Regions from separate parts of the Mus musculus genome. Here region 2 is linked to region 1. Evidence: chromatin contacts called from public Hi-C data. All regions are on one chromosome and are shown on one strand. Each heading gives the region's core, a stretch centred on a gene start, on an enhancer-like site or on the middle of the called end of the contact. The rest is flanking DNA. Distances are from core to core; before and after follow the strand shown.

The links. A called contact is a pair of places that touch in the nucleus more often than the background predicts.
Region 2: a contact with region 1 is called in a Hi-C map of liver, with 3 times the contacts expected there. The contact joins the enhancer-like site here to the promoter of 1190007I07Rik in region 1. A contact is called at or near these places in 10 of 39 promoter capture datasets (the 3T3-L1 cell line, the C10 cell line, the SN4741 cell line and 6 more), 18 of 484 Hi-C or Micro-C datasets (CD4 T cells, the CH12 cell line, the G1E-ER4 cell line and 13 more), 7 of 115 datasets of contacts at active chromatin or transcription factors (the HPC-7 cell line, the SCID.adh cell line, effector CD8 T cells and 3 more) and 2 of 9 other capture datasets (adipose tissue and liver).

What each region holds. Positions count from the first base shown.
Region 1 is chr10:82,620,553-82,628,302 of GRCm38.p6, forward strand. It overlaps 1190007I07Rik (RIKEN cDNA 1190007I07 gene), which reads right to left and starts at 2,676. Exons shown (of 3, transcript NM_001135567.1): 1 at 2,413-2,676; 2 at 2,156-2,272. The coding sequence starts at 2,263.
Region 2 is chr10:82,872,985-82,880,734 of GRCm38.p6, forward strand. Txnrd1 (thioredoxin reductase 1) reads left to right here. Exons shown (of 15, transcript NM_001042513.1): 3 at 1,629-1,751; 4 at 2,640-2,712; 5 at 4,282-4,401; 6 at 6,222-6,364; 7 at 6,766-6,881. The coding sequence starts at 1,665. Among named protein-coding and RNA genes, the nearest start is that of Eid3, 10 kb to the left of the region's middle. Within about 2 kb of position 3,662, at least 31 of the 459 cell types and tissues checked have an H3K27ac peak or open chromatin away from gene starts, as enhancers often do. A contact at or near this core is called in liver, muscle stem cells and pre-megakaryocyte-erythroid progenitors, where this site is marked.

The DNA.
Region 1 (7,750 bases), core at 1,426-3,925:
AAATAACTATTGGTAGTTAATGTACCCAAAAGACTGGAAGCAGCCAGCATGTGATGTGCATAAAGTCATACATGAGCAACACACAATTCTACCTTTCAGAAAGACAGAGGGAAATGGGTGCAGAATGTATATGACAGAGTTTGATTCCCAGCACCACAAAGGTACAAAAACAATGGTTTTCAGTACAGTAGAATTGGAACTGTGAGTCTATCACAATAAAATTGTAGAATCTTTTTACTGCTTCAAAAGAAACTCCTATTCCATTCCCAAGTGGTCCCCACAAGCCAACTCTGTCCATATATATTTGCCCACCATATATCATGTGGTCTTTTATTGCTCAATATTTTCATGTAGTGTTTGCAAAGTTCATTCATGTAGGATCACTGAATGCTATTCCCTTATAAAGATGTACATGTTTTCCATAGGTATTCAGGTATCTGAATTGTTCCCACCTATGAACATGTACAGAATCAAACAAGTAAGTATGACAGATGTCTTAGTGTTTGTTGGGGAGAAAACTAAACTGGGAATTGCAGGAACATATATGCTGTTTGAGGAACTAGCAGACTAGTTACATATAAAAACAGCCGTGTGATATTCTATTCCCAAGGGTAGCGTATGAAGGTTCCAATTTCTCCCTGTCCTTGACAACTGCTGTTTCATTATGGCCAGCAGAGTAGTGGTTCTGACTGCAGATTGCATTTCTCTGGTTGTTAGAAAATGAGCACCTCTACACAGGCTTTTGGCTCAGAGGGTCACTTCAGAACATGGAGGAGGAAGAGGAGGAGGAGGAGGAGGAGGAAGGGGAGGAGGGAAGGAGGGGAGGAGGGAGGAGGATGTGGAAACAGTCTTGTTTCAGGCTAATAGGATCACAAGGGCAGAGGACCAAACCAAAGACTATGTCTTCAGTTCAAGGAAGTCATCGGTACAGCTGACACAGTGTTCAGCAGGTTAGAAAGCTTAGTTGGTGGACAGTGGGAGGGACATAAAGAGTCCGTGGCTTTTGCTTTGGAAGCAGGAAGATACTGGTGAGTTTTGAGGAGAACGACATGGCCTGACTCCAGGATAAAAAAGAGCGATGGAAGCTCTGTTGAGACGTTTCAGGGAAAGCAGGAGTGGAGGGCAGAAGATGGGCAGGAAGCTACTGTCTTAACTGAAGAGAGAAACTGACGGTGGCTTGGCTAGGGTAGGCAGTGTGGTGATCGATGTGGACAGATGTGGATGTATTGTCCATATTTACCCAGTGGCATTTGCTGAGGCACACAATAAGAGATGAATTAGGATGAGACCTGGGGTTCAGCCTAAAGAACTATGAGAATACAGTTGTCTCTTTTGCTGTCCTAATGAGTGAGTTATGCTGGACACCTAAAACAAAGCATCTTAGCTGTTCTCCCTAAGGCAGCACTGAGTGCCAACTTTGGGCAGCCACCACGGTCTCCTTTCCTCTGCTCTCTCCCCAAACCTTTCAGTTATAACAGTGGTGGCTGGAATAATTGCAAAAGACAAGGTAGGTAATGGACATAAATCCCTTAAATAATAGGAAAGCATTCAGCATCCTATAGCAGCCAGCCACCTTGGCCTCTACGCCTATCAGTAAAGATTCTCTACTAACCAGTCTGAGGTGGCCTAGGACCCTTAGTACCGCTCATTTTAGAGACTGGTTTTGTTTTGCTTTCTCCCCAACTACAGGTAGCTGCTGGTAACAACCCTTGCACATCTCCAATAGTAATGAGATGAATCAAGTCAACCTCACAGGATCAAATTCTAGGCATTATTTCCTCGGTAAAGTGCGGCAGGCAACTACTCCTGCAGAAACGAGACACAAAACTGCATTTCCATTGAAAGTTCGTGACACTTTCTGTTTCACTAAGATATGCATATATCTATCTATAAGCATATAGATAGATATAGATTTAGATATAGATATAGATATCCCACTCCCGCGATACAGTTTCTCTGTGTAGCCCCGGATGCCCTGGAACTCGCTCTGTAGACCAGGCTGGCTCACCACAACTATTAGACACACTCTTGAGTGTTAAGAGCGAGCTAGGTATCCAAACACTGGGGACAATCTAAAAGTCAAGAGGGACTGAGCAAAGTGGACTGAACGCGAGGGTCTCACCCCGAGGATGGGCACGCGCCCTACAGCACTCACCAGGTCAGGCCGATAGTACCAATGCACCACCTGGGCCCCGGCGCACATGGCCAGGAGGCTGGAGGAAAGCATTTTCAAGTAGGCGGACCAGGGTACGCCCCCGGGCATGGTGGAGAGCTGGCGGGGACGGAAAGGGCACAGCGTTAGAGGGCTGGGTAGCCTTCAGATGGCCTGACCGCTGACCCTGGGTGGCTGAGTCGCAACACCACCTCGGGTGCCCCCGCAACTTCCTCCCCCGCGACCAGCGAGCGGGGCACCTGCTAGCTGCAGCCTGCGCCCGCCGAGCAGGGGAAGGAGGGCTCGGCGGTTCCTCGCTCCCTCAGCCACTCAGGGAGACGCTGGAGCCCCTCGTTCCTTCCCACGACTATGCGCGCACGAGACTGTACCGCGGAGTGCACGCGCGCAGGGAGACAGGTCACAGGGTCGCTTTAGAACCAGGACGGACCTCCAGCGGGCAGGAACCAAAGTACAGGGTCCGACGCAGCGACGGAGCGGAAAGCGGAGGCAATACTCGCGCAGGCGCACTCGATTGTTTCTGACGGACTTGGGGCTGGAATTGGGCGGGGGGGGGGGGGGGGAATTGACCGTTTCCACCCCTTAGCCAGCCTGGAATCCTAGCTCCTGGTTGGTCACTGTCCCAATCCTGCGTTTGCCATTCCTGGCAACTGTGATGTTTACAGCATCCTTTGATCTTTCGCACAAAGGAAACTGCACGTGTCCCACGTGGTTAGGAAGAGGCGGGGTTTCGCAGCACAGCACTTGCAAGGGCAAAGGGCAGGTCACACTACAGCTCCTCTTCTTAACCTGCAAATCGGACACCTTTGGAAGGACTCACTGACCGCTTTCTGGGAGTCGTCTATCACATCTCCTGTATATCAGATATTTACAAGTCACAGCAAAATCACTGTTATAAAATAGCAACAAAGTAAATTGTATTGTTGAGGCTCACCACAGCCTAAGGGTATTAAATAAAAAATCCTGAGGGTGTTGCAGGGTGGAAGCATTAGGAAGGTTGAGAACCACTGCTCTAGAGAGAGCAGCTCAAAGCTTTATTCTCCTGGTTCCTGCGGTTCTTTGAAACTTTACACAGAGCCACACCCAGGTACAGTACCTTTGGGTCATGGTTTTACTGGAAAAGAGACCTCCAATCACCTTACTTAATCTGAGAGTGTTTTTGATTGTGGGTTCATGCTTTGATTGTGGGTTCATTTTTGTTAAGTAAACTGCAAGAATTTTGAAGCATTAAGGTAGCATTGTGTAACAGGAATCGTGATAACTTTTTTTTTTAACTCTGGGCACAAAATTGCTCAGGATTGGGGGTGGAGGGCATTTGTCATTAAACCTGACTACACAATTTTGCTCCCCCAGCCCCACATGATGGAAGCAGAGATAGCTCTGTAAATTCTTTTCTTACACACACACAGGCACACACACATGCTTTTTTTTAACTTCATGATAATAAAAAAAATTAGTTTTAACTAAATGGTATTAAGTTTGACATATAATAATCTCACAGAAAGTATACATCTGGAAGACTATACCCACAACTAAGGCAATCAACATTATGCCCAAGTTTTCTGTGACTGTTCATGTGTGGGCACATATGCGATTTAGAGGTCAAAGGACAACTTCAGGAGCATTGAATCTCAGGCACTGTCCTTTCCTCTCTTTTTCCTTTTATTCCTCTTCCAAACTGGGTGTCTCATTGACCTGGAGCTCCCAAAATAGGATAGGTTAGCTGCCCAGTGAACCCAAGAGATCGGCTTGTCTCTGCTTCACTAGAGCTTAGCCCAATTGGCGACTTCCAGGTACCTGTCTCAGAACTAAACATGTAAATTAAACATGGTGGTTTAAATAGGTATGAGAAATGGCTCAACTTTTAAGAGTGGGTAGGGCTTTTGCAGAGGACTAGAAGGACACTGGCAACACTCAGGAAACTCACAGCCATTTCTAGCTCCAAACTTCTGGATCCCATGAGCACCTGTGCTCACATGCCTGGACCCACACATCCCCTCATGCATGTAATTCAAAATTAAAAAAAAAAATTCAAAAAGGCTGAGCATGGTGGCACACACCTTTAATTCCAGTTCTAGGGTAGCAGAGGCAGGGAGATCTCAGTAAGTTGGACGACAGTCTGGTCTACATATAATAAAATTCCTGAACAGCCAGGAGTACATAAAGAGACTGTGGTGGTGGTTTGAATAGGCATGGCCCCCACAGACTCAAGGGTTTGAATGCTTGACCCATGGAGAGTGGCATGATTAGAAGGTGTGGCCTATTGGAGTATATGTGGCCTTACTGGAGGAGGTGTCTCACTGGGCTTTGAGGTCTTAGATGTTCCAGCCAGGCTGTGTCTCACTCCCTTCCTGCTGCCTGCCAATCAGACATAGAACTCTGAGCTACCTCTCCAGCACCATGCATAACTCCTGTGTGTCCCAGTGCTTTCTGCCATGATGACAGACTAAACCTCTGAAACTATAAGCCAGCCCCAATGTTTTCTTATAAGAGTTGCTTCGGTCACAGTGTCTCTTCACAGCTATAGAAACCCTAAGACAGTAAGTAAATAAGAATAAGATGCAGAGTAACTGAGAAGTTATTTAATGTCAGCCTCTGACTTCCACACTTATCTACACAGGTACATGTACACCCAAACAGACACATACATACAAAATACAAATTAAAATGCATCATAATAGTTCAAACTGGACTTGAGCTTGCAGTGATCCTCCTGCCTCATCCTCTCAACTGCTGGGCTTATAAGAATATACCACCATCCACTGCTCTGGCTCATAGACTTCTGTATACTTGTATCCTTTGGTGGAGTATCTGTTCAAATCTCTTGCCCATTTTTTAAGATCTCTTTAATGTCATGCATTTGAATGTTTTGCCTACATGTATGTACCATGTGCATGCCTGTGCACTCAGAGGTCGGAAGAGGGTGTTGAACACTCTGGAACTGGAGTTACAGGTGGTGTGAACCACCATGTGGATGCTGGGAACTGAACTCCAGTCCTTTGCAAGAAAAGCATGTGTGTTAAACACACTCTCCAGCTCAATCGACCTGTTTGGTTTTTTTTTTTAAACTGTAAACTGTTCTTTATTTTGGATACAAGCCTTTTATCAGATACACTGCAAATGTCTCTTTCCAATCTATGCTTTATCTTTTCCTTAGTAGTATAACGAGACACTTAAAAATTTAAATAAATTCCAAATTTATTACCCCTCCCCACCCTTTTATGAGACAAGGTCTCTCTATCTTAGTTAGGGTTTGTATTGTTCTGAAGAGACACTAAATGTTTTCTTATAAGGGAAAACATTTAACTGGGAATGGCCTAGTTTCAGAGGTTCATCAGAGTCGGGAGGTAGCTTCTTCTTCTTGCATGCTGCCAGAGAAGAAGCTGAGAGTTCTACACCTTGATCCACAGGCACCAAGAGCCTGTTATACCACACTGAGCATAGCTTGAGCATGGAAGACCTCAAAGCCTACCCCACAGTAATACGCTTTCTCCAACAAGGCCACACCTACTACTCCACCAAGGTCATACTTCCTAATAGTGCCACTCCTTATGAGCCAAACATTCAAATACATGGTCCGTCTCTATAGGGATCATGCTTATTCAAACCACCTCAGTCTATGTGGTCCAGGCTGGCCTCAGACCCTAGGAACAAACAGCTGAGGTGCATATCTTACATACCAGAGCAGACCTGGCCTCCGGGACCTCCTGCATCCCTCAGGCCCTATCTCGAATCCCTGCCCTGAACTTTCCAGCCCAGGGGCTGGGCGGCCCTTCCCACAGAGGCTCTTTGCTACATAACCCAGACATTTTGGTTTCTTCTCTTCTTCTTCTTCTTCCTCCTCCTTTTCCTTCTCTCATGCGAACACACTTTCTCTCTTTCTCTTCCCCCCTCCTCTCTCCTTCCCCATGGCGACTTCCCCTGCCTCCTTCCTTGGGAGCAGTAAACTTACCAGGAGAGCAGCTTCCCAATAAACCAGAAGTTATATGCATTTTAATCTGGTTTGAATTGGCTCAGTTCACCAGTGGAGAAAAAAACTTATCAGTGTGACTAAAAGTGTGTGCCACCATAGCCCAGCCCTTTTGGAAAATAAAAGTTTTGAATTACATACATATGGGGATGTGTGGGTCCATGTGTGTGAGCACAGGTGCCCATGGAATCCATTAGTTTGGAGCTAGTGATGGCTGTGAGCTGCCTAAGTGAATGCTGTCTCAACTCAACGTCCTTCTAGTCCTCTGCAAGAGTCCCACCTACTCTTACAAGCTGAGCCATTTCTCCAACCCCAAAGTTGTTTCTTTTCTAAGTAGAGTTTTCACTGTTTTATATGTATTTTACTTTATGCATCTATGTGGCTTTGCTTGCAGGTTATTGTGCCCCTGCTTTCAGGTCTAGTGCCCCAGGAAATAAGACAAGGATGTCATACCCCTCAGGACTGGAGTTAGAGACAGTTAGTTGTGAGTCACCATATGGGAATCGAAGCCAGGTCCTCTGGAAGAGTAGCTGGTGTTCTTAACAGCTGAGCCATCACTCCAGCTGCCGATATGCTTCCCTTTAAAATATCCTAGGATTAAAAATATATACATATGGAGCACAAAGCCCTGGCCATCTCTGAGCTCACATCACAGAAGGGAGAGATCATTGTAATTTAACCAACGCCTCTTGTGAAACAAACCAGGCAATCTAATTCAGTCGGGCTTCTCACCATTTTCTGCCACGTAACCTAAAGAAACAGGGAAGCCTAACACTCGAAGATGTCAGTGTTCTGGATTCCTCGGGACAATGGAAGAGAGACATGGTGGGATGAGTGATCAGCCTCTCAAGGACTGAATGGTGGCAAGTTTCCTGGAAGTGCCCCCATTATTTATTTATTTATTTGCTTTACATCCCAGTCAACCTCCCCTCACAAGTCCCTCCCATTACTCCCTCCCTTCTCCTCATAGTACAGTCACTTGACAACATTCACTTAGGTGATACCCAAAGTGAGTGCTACCACCCCATCTTGGGACATCAAGTCATAGAAGGACTAATCATAGCCTCTCTCACTGAGCCCAACCAGGCAGTCCAGCTAGAGGAAGGGGATCCAAGAACAGGTGGGGGCTCACATAAAGACCAGGCTTCAATCTGCTACAAATGTGTAGGAAGCGTAGGTCAAGCCCTGCACGCTCTTTGGTGGGTGGTTCAGTCTCTGTGAGCCCCCATGGGCCCAGGTTAGTTGACTCTGTAGGTCTTCTTGTGGTGTCCTTGCTCACTTCTATCCCTCACTTTTCCACAGGACTCCCAAACACTGCTGAGCCATCTCACCAGCCCCCTAGAAGTGTTGTTTATTGTTACATAAAAGGCACTTTTAGCAAGTTAACTTCTGCATACCCAAACCTCTTCTATGATCTAGGGGTTATGAAGGAGCCATTGCCCAAGATTCTCAGACACAGGAGACTACCTGGTCTGCCAGGTACGTCTAAGGACTGATACTGTAAAACCCTTTGAAGGAACAACCCCCTCAAATCTCAGATAACAATCGCTGACAAGAGGCTACCTCAAAGCCTAGGTGTCATCACTCTGGGATTCACGGAGAGGGCTAGA
Region 2 (7,750 bases), core at 2,412-4,911, 250 kb after region 1:
TGCTGGCTGTACTTCCCAGCTTCTCGAGGTAGAACCTTTGTGCAGACTGTCTGGGTGGCACCCACTTGCCCCAACTGTTGCTGGTTTCCAGGTTTTCTCCCTCCAGTCCCCCGGCCACCACATGTGCCCCGTGTGCTGCTGAGGGGCCCTCGTGGGGCTGTGCTTCCTGCTTCACGTCCCTCCAAGACACTCCCCTCCTCATCCCAGACGCCCTGTCCTACTGACCCCTGTATCTGCCCTCCACCCTCCACACCTGATAGTAGGCAGGAAAAAAATACGCAATCTGAGCTGGTAAGTTCATGGCTTTTTAGATTTTAAAGGTAAAGCTGGATTTTAAAAAATCTTTTTACTGTGCTTGCTAACTTTTCTGTCATTACCCTCATTAGCCCAGGGCTTTATTATAAAGTAACAATGTGTGTAATGCTAAAACAGTGCTCTAACCCAGTGCAGACTGTAGCTAGCTATAGAGAGAGTTCCGTGTGTCCTGCCTGTTTAAAATCTCTTGCAAGGGCTGGGTACAGTACACGTATGGGTTTGAAGTTGAACCTGGCGGCTCACACCTTTAGTTCCTGTGTTTGGGAGGCAGAGCCAGGTCTATATACTGGGTTCCAGGTCAGCCAAAGTTTCATAGTAAGACACTTGTCTCAAAAACAAAAAAAAACCCTGGACCTATAAAGTACCTTGTAGAGGCATAGACTTCTAAGTTTATCTGTAGATCAATACTGGTTGGTGATTTTTCTGCAATTTTAGATTTTGCCTTTCAACTACACAATGTAATAAAGTCTTGATTACTCCGCCAACTGTATAACTGCTGTCTTAACATTATTGTGTTTGTTGTGTTAACCAGACTTAGCTTACGACTTAGCCCACTGATCTGTCTTTGACAAGGTAAAGGTGATTGCTAAATTGTATTGCTGACACTATTAAAGCCACGCCGAACAGTTCCATCTAATAGCCTCAGGTTGTGTAACTGGGAGAATTTCAGTAGAAGTTCTGTGTTTCTGTGATTTATTTTCCTCAGAGTGAGGGAAACCTGACTTAAAACCTAGTTTAAAAACTCTAGGAAGGGGGGCTGGTGAGATGGCTCAGCAGACAAAGGTGCCTGTTACCAAGGTGATAAACTGACTCCGCAATTTCCCTCTGATTTGTACAACCGTGCTATGGCAGGTGTCCCTCCCTATAGACAAACAGACAGATTTAAAAAATCAGGTAAGGGGAAAAAGTTCCTGGGTGGTCAGTATGAAAATATCACAGTGAAAACCATTATGTATAATTAATATGGGCCTGCTAAATACTAAATTCTGGGAGAGAGCGTTATCAAACTTAGGTTAGCTGTAAGTCAGTTTGGATGGGCTGTCTGTGTAGAATGTCTAACACTTGAGAGTGGGGAGCAGGCATGGGAAAAGATGCTGGGATGCAGTTCTCTTTGATAATGGCCTAGATGTGAAGCAGTATTGGTTTGCCTTCAGCAAGCCTGGGTGTTTCTGCACACAGCTGAAGTGGGAGTCTACATTTCCACTTTGATTTCCTCATGGCCTTTGATTGCCTTGAAAGAAAGATGGCCCAGCACTTTCGGGCATTGCTGCTCTTCAGTTACATTCTTTTCATTTCTGTTGTTTTCCCTGCAGCCGAACAAAAAAGGCCAACTTCAAAAGCTGCCAACAATGAATGGCTCCAAAGATCCCCCTGGGTCCTATGACTTCGACCTGATCATCATTGGAGGAGGCTCAGGAGGACTGGCAGCAGCTAAGGCAAGACTATCTGCTGGTGACATTAGGGTGCAGTACCCTCTCCCCAGGCAGCTCTCTGCATCCTCTGCATTTGTCCATCCAGGCTCGTGTGTTTATTCTGTTAACTTTGACAGGGGGTACAAAGACACAACTCTGTAGGTCACTTTTCCGGACTGAGGAGTTTCCTCTCCATGTAGAAGTTCAGAGCCCAGCAATTTAGGGCACACTTGGTGTGGATGGCCCTCAGGCCTGCCAGCCTTGCCAGCACGACTTTTACAAAGGGGAAAGTGGTTACAGTCCTTCAAGTTTTGGCCTCCATCAGCCAGTGACGGTGAAGTCTCCCAGTTGTCTCCGCAGTAGCACCCGGCGGGTCACTGTCTCAGTGGCATGCTTGAAGGACACACAGCCTCTGTCCTTGCTCTCCAGTAACCTTTGCAGGTCCAGTGGCTAGTATACCACGCTTCCTCTGTGAGAAAGAAATAGTCTCTACAAGAAAGACAATTTCAGAAAAAGAAAACAACCCCCCTCCCATATAGATATGAGGTAAACTCAGCAGTTCCTTTAACTGTGTCGCCTCACAGGGTACAGGGTAAGACACTCAGATGGCCTTACCAGGTGCTTATTATCACGATTTGTGCTGTGTCTGTTGATGTTCAAGGGGAACCATGCAGGAGTTAGCCAGGTCTGGCCAGCTGTTGGAAACAGTTTTGCAGCTGTAATCTGTATAATCGTTGATGTTGTCAGTGTTTTGGCTTTTGCCGTAGAGCTGAGCTAAGTGAGTGAGTGAGGTTCCCAGACTTCGATCTGTGATTGGCTGTACCTCAGGCTCTAGAGCATAATAAAAATAGTGTGGGTGCTAGCCCTCCTTTCCACGCTCTTGCTGGCTCATTTGAGTACTTTGTTTCCCAGGAGGCAGCCAAATTTGACAAGAAAGTGCTGGTCTTGGATTTTGTCACACCGACTCCTCTTGGGACCAGATGGGGTGAGTTTTTGAGATCTGCACGAGTGCTTTCCCCTGGTGGTGATGCCGATGGCTCCGAAAAGCTGACTTAAAAACGACAAAGCCCAGCTCTCCCGTGTGAACCGAGTTAAAGGGATCCAGTTCAGTGCTGTAGATTTAGGTTCAGCAGAACCCTTGACCGCAAGCTGACTTCCAGGGCCACCTTTGCATAATCTGTTACCCGGGAGAGTTGATGCTTTCTTCGAATCCCCCTGCATTCAGATCGTTAAGAAGGGCAGCAGTGGTCATCTGAGTCCTGCTGACTTGCGTGTTGCCTGCTCATTCATTGACTGTGTATCAGTGACTTGTGAGCCAGGAGCATGGGGCTGAGGCAGTGAACTCAGTGGAAGATGTTCCTGCCCCTGTGGAATGTACGCTTTAGTGGGAAACAGAAGTAAGAACTTGGCTCATGGTGGTGAGTGGTACGGAAAGAAGGACCTCCTGGGTAGAGGAGGGCTTTAGCTCTACAGAGTTCTAAGCCAGGGTTTCTGAAGAGATGCCCACTAGAGGCGCTGCAGGAGAGAATGGTGCAGACGTGCTAAAGGCTGAAGCAGACCTTGTAGGCAGTACTTGATAGCATGCCCACAGAGTAGACTCAGGCCCCGAGGCGAGGCTGTAAGAGTCCTCTGTTGTAGAGCTGGGTCGTCAGAGCTGGGTGTGCCAAGAAGTAAAAGTGGAGAGAAAGAGGCAGGTCAAACTGTACGGCACTTTACAGGCCACGGTGAGGACTTTGGACCAATGAAGGCAGATAATGAGGGCCTGTGAGGAGTTAGAGGCAAGAGAAATGATTATTAGTGCATTTTTACAAAGAGCACTCGCTGCTCACATTAGCTAGGTGGTGGCAGTCCAGCCAGATAAGACTGCAGCGCAGTCTGTGAGCTCACGTATCCTCAAGTGACTAAGTGTCACTCTGTTCCTGGTGCTGCGTTCAGTCCCTGACCTGTGGAGTTTAGACTTCATGGTGACACTGGTATTTTCAGAGGACAGGCCTTGAACTGTGAGCTCTGGAGCCACCTCCCTCCTCCCTGCCTGAGTTTCGTTCTAATAGAAAGCAGTGATCTCGATGGTCTTAGCGATTACTATTTTGGGAGAGAGGAGTTGTAACATGAGAATTCCTTGGAGAGTCAGGGAAAACTATAGGCTGCTTCCCCCAAAATTCACATAAGCATCAAATTTTATACATATTTTCAGACCTGTATCTAACTACGCTTAATATAGCAACCTCTTCACCATTTCTGCATGTAGATCCAGTAGCAGGTATAGGGTTCTGCACAGAGTACAATTTCGATGTTTGCATCACTATTGGTCATTTCTGAATCTGGAGGAAGTTATAGAAATTGTGGAAATGTGTCTGTTTCACAGTGACTACTTTGTTCTGTACATTAGGCTCCGTGACCTTAGAAACACTATGGCGCTTGCTACATTAGACTAATAATGGTGATGGTGGTGATGGTGATGATGATGTCATCGTCGTTTCATTACATCTTAATACTCTTTGGCTTCTTTGAAGGCCCTGCAGCGGGCTGTGAACTGACCTCTCTGTTGTTGCAGGTCTCGGAGGAACGTGTGTGAATGTGGGTTGCATACCTAAGAAGCTGATGCACCAGGCAGCTTTGCTCGGACAAGCTCTGAAAGACTCGCGCAACTATGGCTGGAAAGTCGAAGACACAGGTGTGGGGGAAGAGGAGGGGCTCAAAAGCTGTGTGGTCTTGGCAGTGTGCAGTCTACACATACCTGGACCTAGACGAGGTCCGCCTATCCCTAGTCAGCCCGGATCAGCCCCAGGGCTACCAGTTGTCCGGTCTGAGAAACGCTTCTTGAGCTCACAGGGTGTTGTGACCCGCACTCAGGGCTGTGGGCAATATTGAGTCGAATGTATTTATTGCACATGAGTTCGAATCATTGGCTTGGGGGCATTACCTGACAGCTGCACCACTGTGACTAGAGTGACTTACCTGGATGTCAGGCTTGCCTCTTGTCACTTGCTAGCATTGTGACAAGTCCGCCACCCACTGATTTACTTACAGTACAGTGCTTTAGTTTGAAAGAAAGCAATCAAAACCAAACTCAACCCACATAGGAATAGATATTGGTAAGATATTGGTAACTACTATAGGTGATTGGCATGTGGGGGCAGGGTGTGTACTGTCCTTTTCCGTTCCTGGTGGACAGTGAGTTCTGCTCTTCTGGTGAACAGAGGCCAGCCAGGTAGGCTTTTCCAGGCTCCCTCCAGCAGCCCTGCCCCCAGCCACCTTGGCTCCACAGCCCCTAAAGTGAGCGTCTCATTTAAAAGTTGTAACGTTTCCTGATGTGTGCACCAAGTGCCTGTAGTTTATTCGCTACAAAGCCACAGGCTAACTATTGTGCAGTCCTGCTAATTCAGGACACAGACCTAAGGACCATGAGCCTGGTTCCATCCTGTGCTCAGTGGCCAGCTCCTTGATCAGTGTGTTAGAAGCTTCATTTTCATGAGAGAGACCTGTGTTGTTTCCTCCTCTGCCATAACCTCCCTGGGACTTGTCTTCCTGTCTCTCCTGAGTGTATTTGACCTGTGTCCTGTTTTCTTCAAGTTGTTAGTAACAGTGATTAACCAGTGACTAAAGGTAGATGTTGGTGGTAGCAGTTGTTTTTTTGGGGTGGGGTGGGGGCGTAGGGTGGGGAAGACAAGGTTTCTCTGTGTAGCCCTGGCTGTCCTGGAATTCTCTCTGTAGACCAGGCTGGCCTCAAACACAGAGATCCACCTGCCTCTGCCTCCCGAGTGCTGGGATCAGACACGTACTGCTACTGAGACTGAAGTGTTTCTCTATAGTCTACACTGGCCTGGAGCACACCGCTAAGTGCTGCTGTAGATACGTGCTGTCACAAAAAGAGTACTTTTTTTTCTATCACTTTTAATTTTGAAATGTAGTGTGTACTGTCTTGACTCTAAGGATTAATTTAGTTCTAGAACAGAAGTTTTTCTTTTTTCCAGGTAAGGGTTTGGGGACAATGAGTTTCTCTGAATAAGGAGCCAGCAAGTGTTTGAGGCGCTGGGGCCTGACATACAGCTCTGTGGAATCACTCTGCCCTGTTTTCATATTGTAAAACCAGCTTCAGATGACAGGCAAATGAATTTGGCTGTATTTCAGTAAAAGTTCATTGACCAAAATGATGTCAGGCCACACTGAAATGTACCACAGTCTGCCCACACTGAGCATGCCCAGTTACGGTGTAGTAACCCGCACCCGGCTAGAGCAGAGCCTTTGACTTTGTTGCAGTTGCAGTTATAATGGCACCCTGTGCCCCACAGATCAGTGTTTATAATCCAAAGTCAACTACCAGCCCGCTCCTTGGTAAAGGAGGGAAGAATTTGTGTTGTGGTTTTGAATCCTGGGCACGAGAAAGTGGTGTTTGTGCTCCAAGAGAACTCGTCCTTCTGGGTGGGAACGAGTGACTGAAGAGCTAAGTCATCAGGCAGTGTGAAGGACTGAGCGCTCTCTCTTCTCACGCAGTGAAGCATGACTGGGAGAAAATGACGGAATCTGTGCAGAGTCACATCGGCTCGCTGAACTGGGGCTACCGCGTAGCTCTCCGGGAGAAAAAGGTCGTCTATGAGAATGCTTACGGGAGGTTCATTGGTCCTCACAGGATTGTGGTAATTATAAAGCTGTACTCTATGCTCCTCTCCTGCCTTCTCAAAATAGCTTTCACTGGTGTTAGCACAGAAAATCATTTCAAATGTGTTTTAAGAAATCAAATAAAGGTGCAAAAATTAAGGTCACCGTGACCTTAACTGTTCAGTTTGGTCACTTTGCTGCTACACTTCGTGGGGCCTTCTGTGGGGCTGGGGCGTGTCACTGTCCTGGGCCAGGTTACCTGGATGTGAGGCTTGCTCCCTCACCTTGTAGCACTATTCCTCAAGGCGGTCCTTCATCTGCTCAGCCTTTAGTTTCTCTTACTGTTCTGGGAACTGAGGGAGACACTGTAAGTGCCCTCTGCTAAGCACAGGTTCTAAGGGCTAGTCCTCCATTGGGATTGACATTGTTTCCTTTGCAGGCGACAAATAACAAAGGTAAAGAAAAAATCTATTCAGCAGAGCGGTTCCTCATCGCCACAGGTGAGAGGCCCCGCTACCTGGGCATCCCTGGAGACAAAGAGTACTGCATCAGCAGGTGGGTGAAACAGGCCCCGACTGGCCGTCTGCTTGGTTCCTTTCCTGGATTAGGAAAGAATTCCTTGCCACCATTGTCCTTGGGGATTGAAAGAAAGAGAGGCAGGGACTGACACTGTCTTAAAGGTTACAAGCTATAAGCCTTGGTGGCAGAGTGAGCACATGACCCTGGCAGCATGATGTAGTTGGAGTGACATTTCTCTGTGCACTTGATGTGTATTTGTAAACCAGGTGGCTATTTTGTAACATAAATGTGGTCTCCTGTAGGCGAGTTTATTTTGTGCAGAGCAAGGACCATGTTCTTTGTTAGTACTAGGGGAGTGGAAACAAAGGGTTAACTGACGTGGCTGTGCATCGAGACTTCTGAGGCCTTGGTCCACTGCATGACAGTACCCTGTAGAAGAACCTTCTAAAACATGTCAAGAAAAAAGATGTTTCTCATCAAAGGATAACACTACCAATACTGTTTTAATGATGACGTCATTAAAATAGATTGACAGTTTCTTCTATTTTGGATGTTTTTTTGCCTGGGAATTTCTGGATTCCTTCTTCTAGGAGTCATACTCATCTGGTGCTTCTGTCCCTACTACCTGGGATGTGTGGTCTTGCTTAGGGTCTTTGGGTGTTGTAACACAGTGACTAACTCGGGGCCTGCCCACAGTTCTGGAGGTTCAGTCATGAGCTTGCACTGGCCATGACTGAATCCCCAGCTCATAGGTGGCATCTTCCTTTAGTGGAAAGTGCGGTGGCATGTCTGTGGAGTTCTTTCATAGACTCTGGTCCTGTCTGTGAGAGCCAGATTTTTTTTTATGCCCTAATCATCTACTAAAAACCTATTAACACCATCACACTTGGGGTAGAGTACTATGG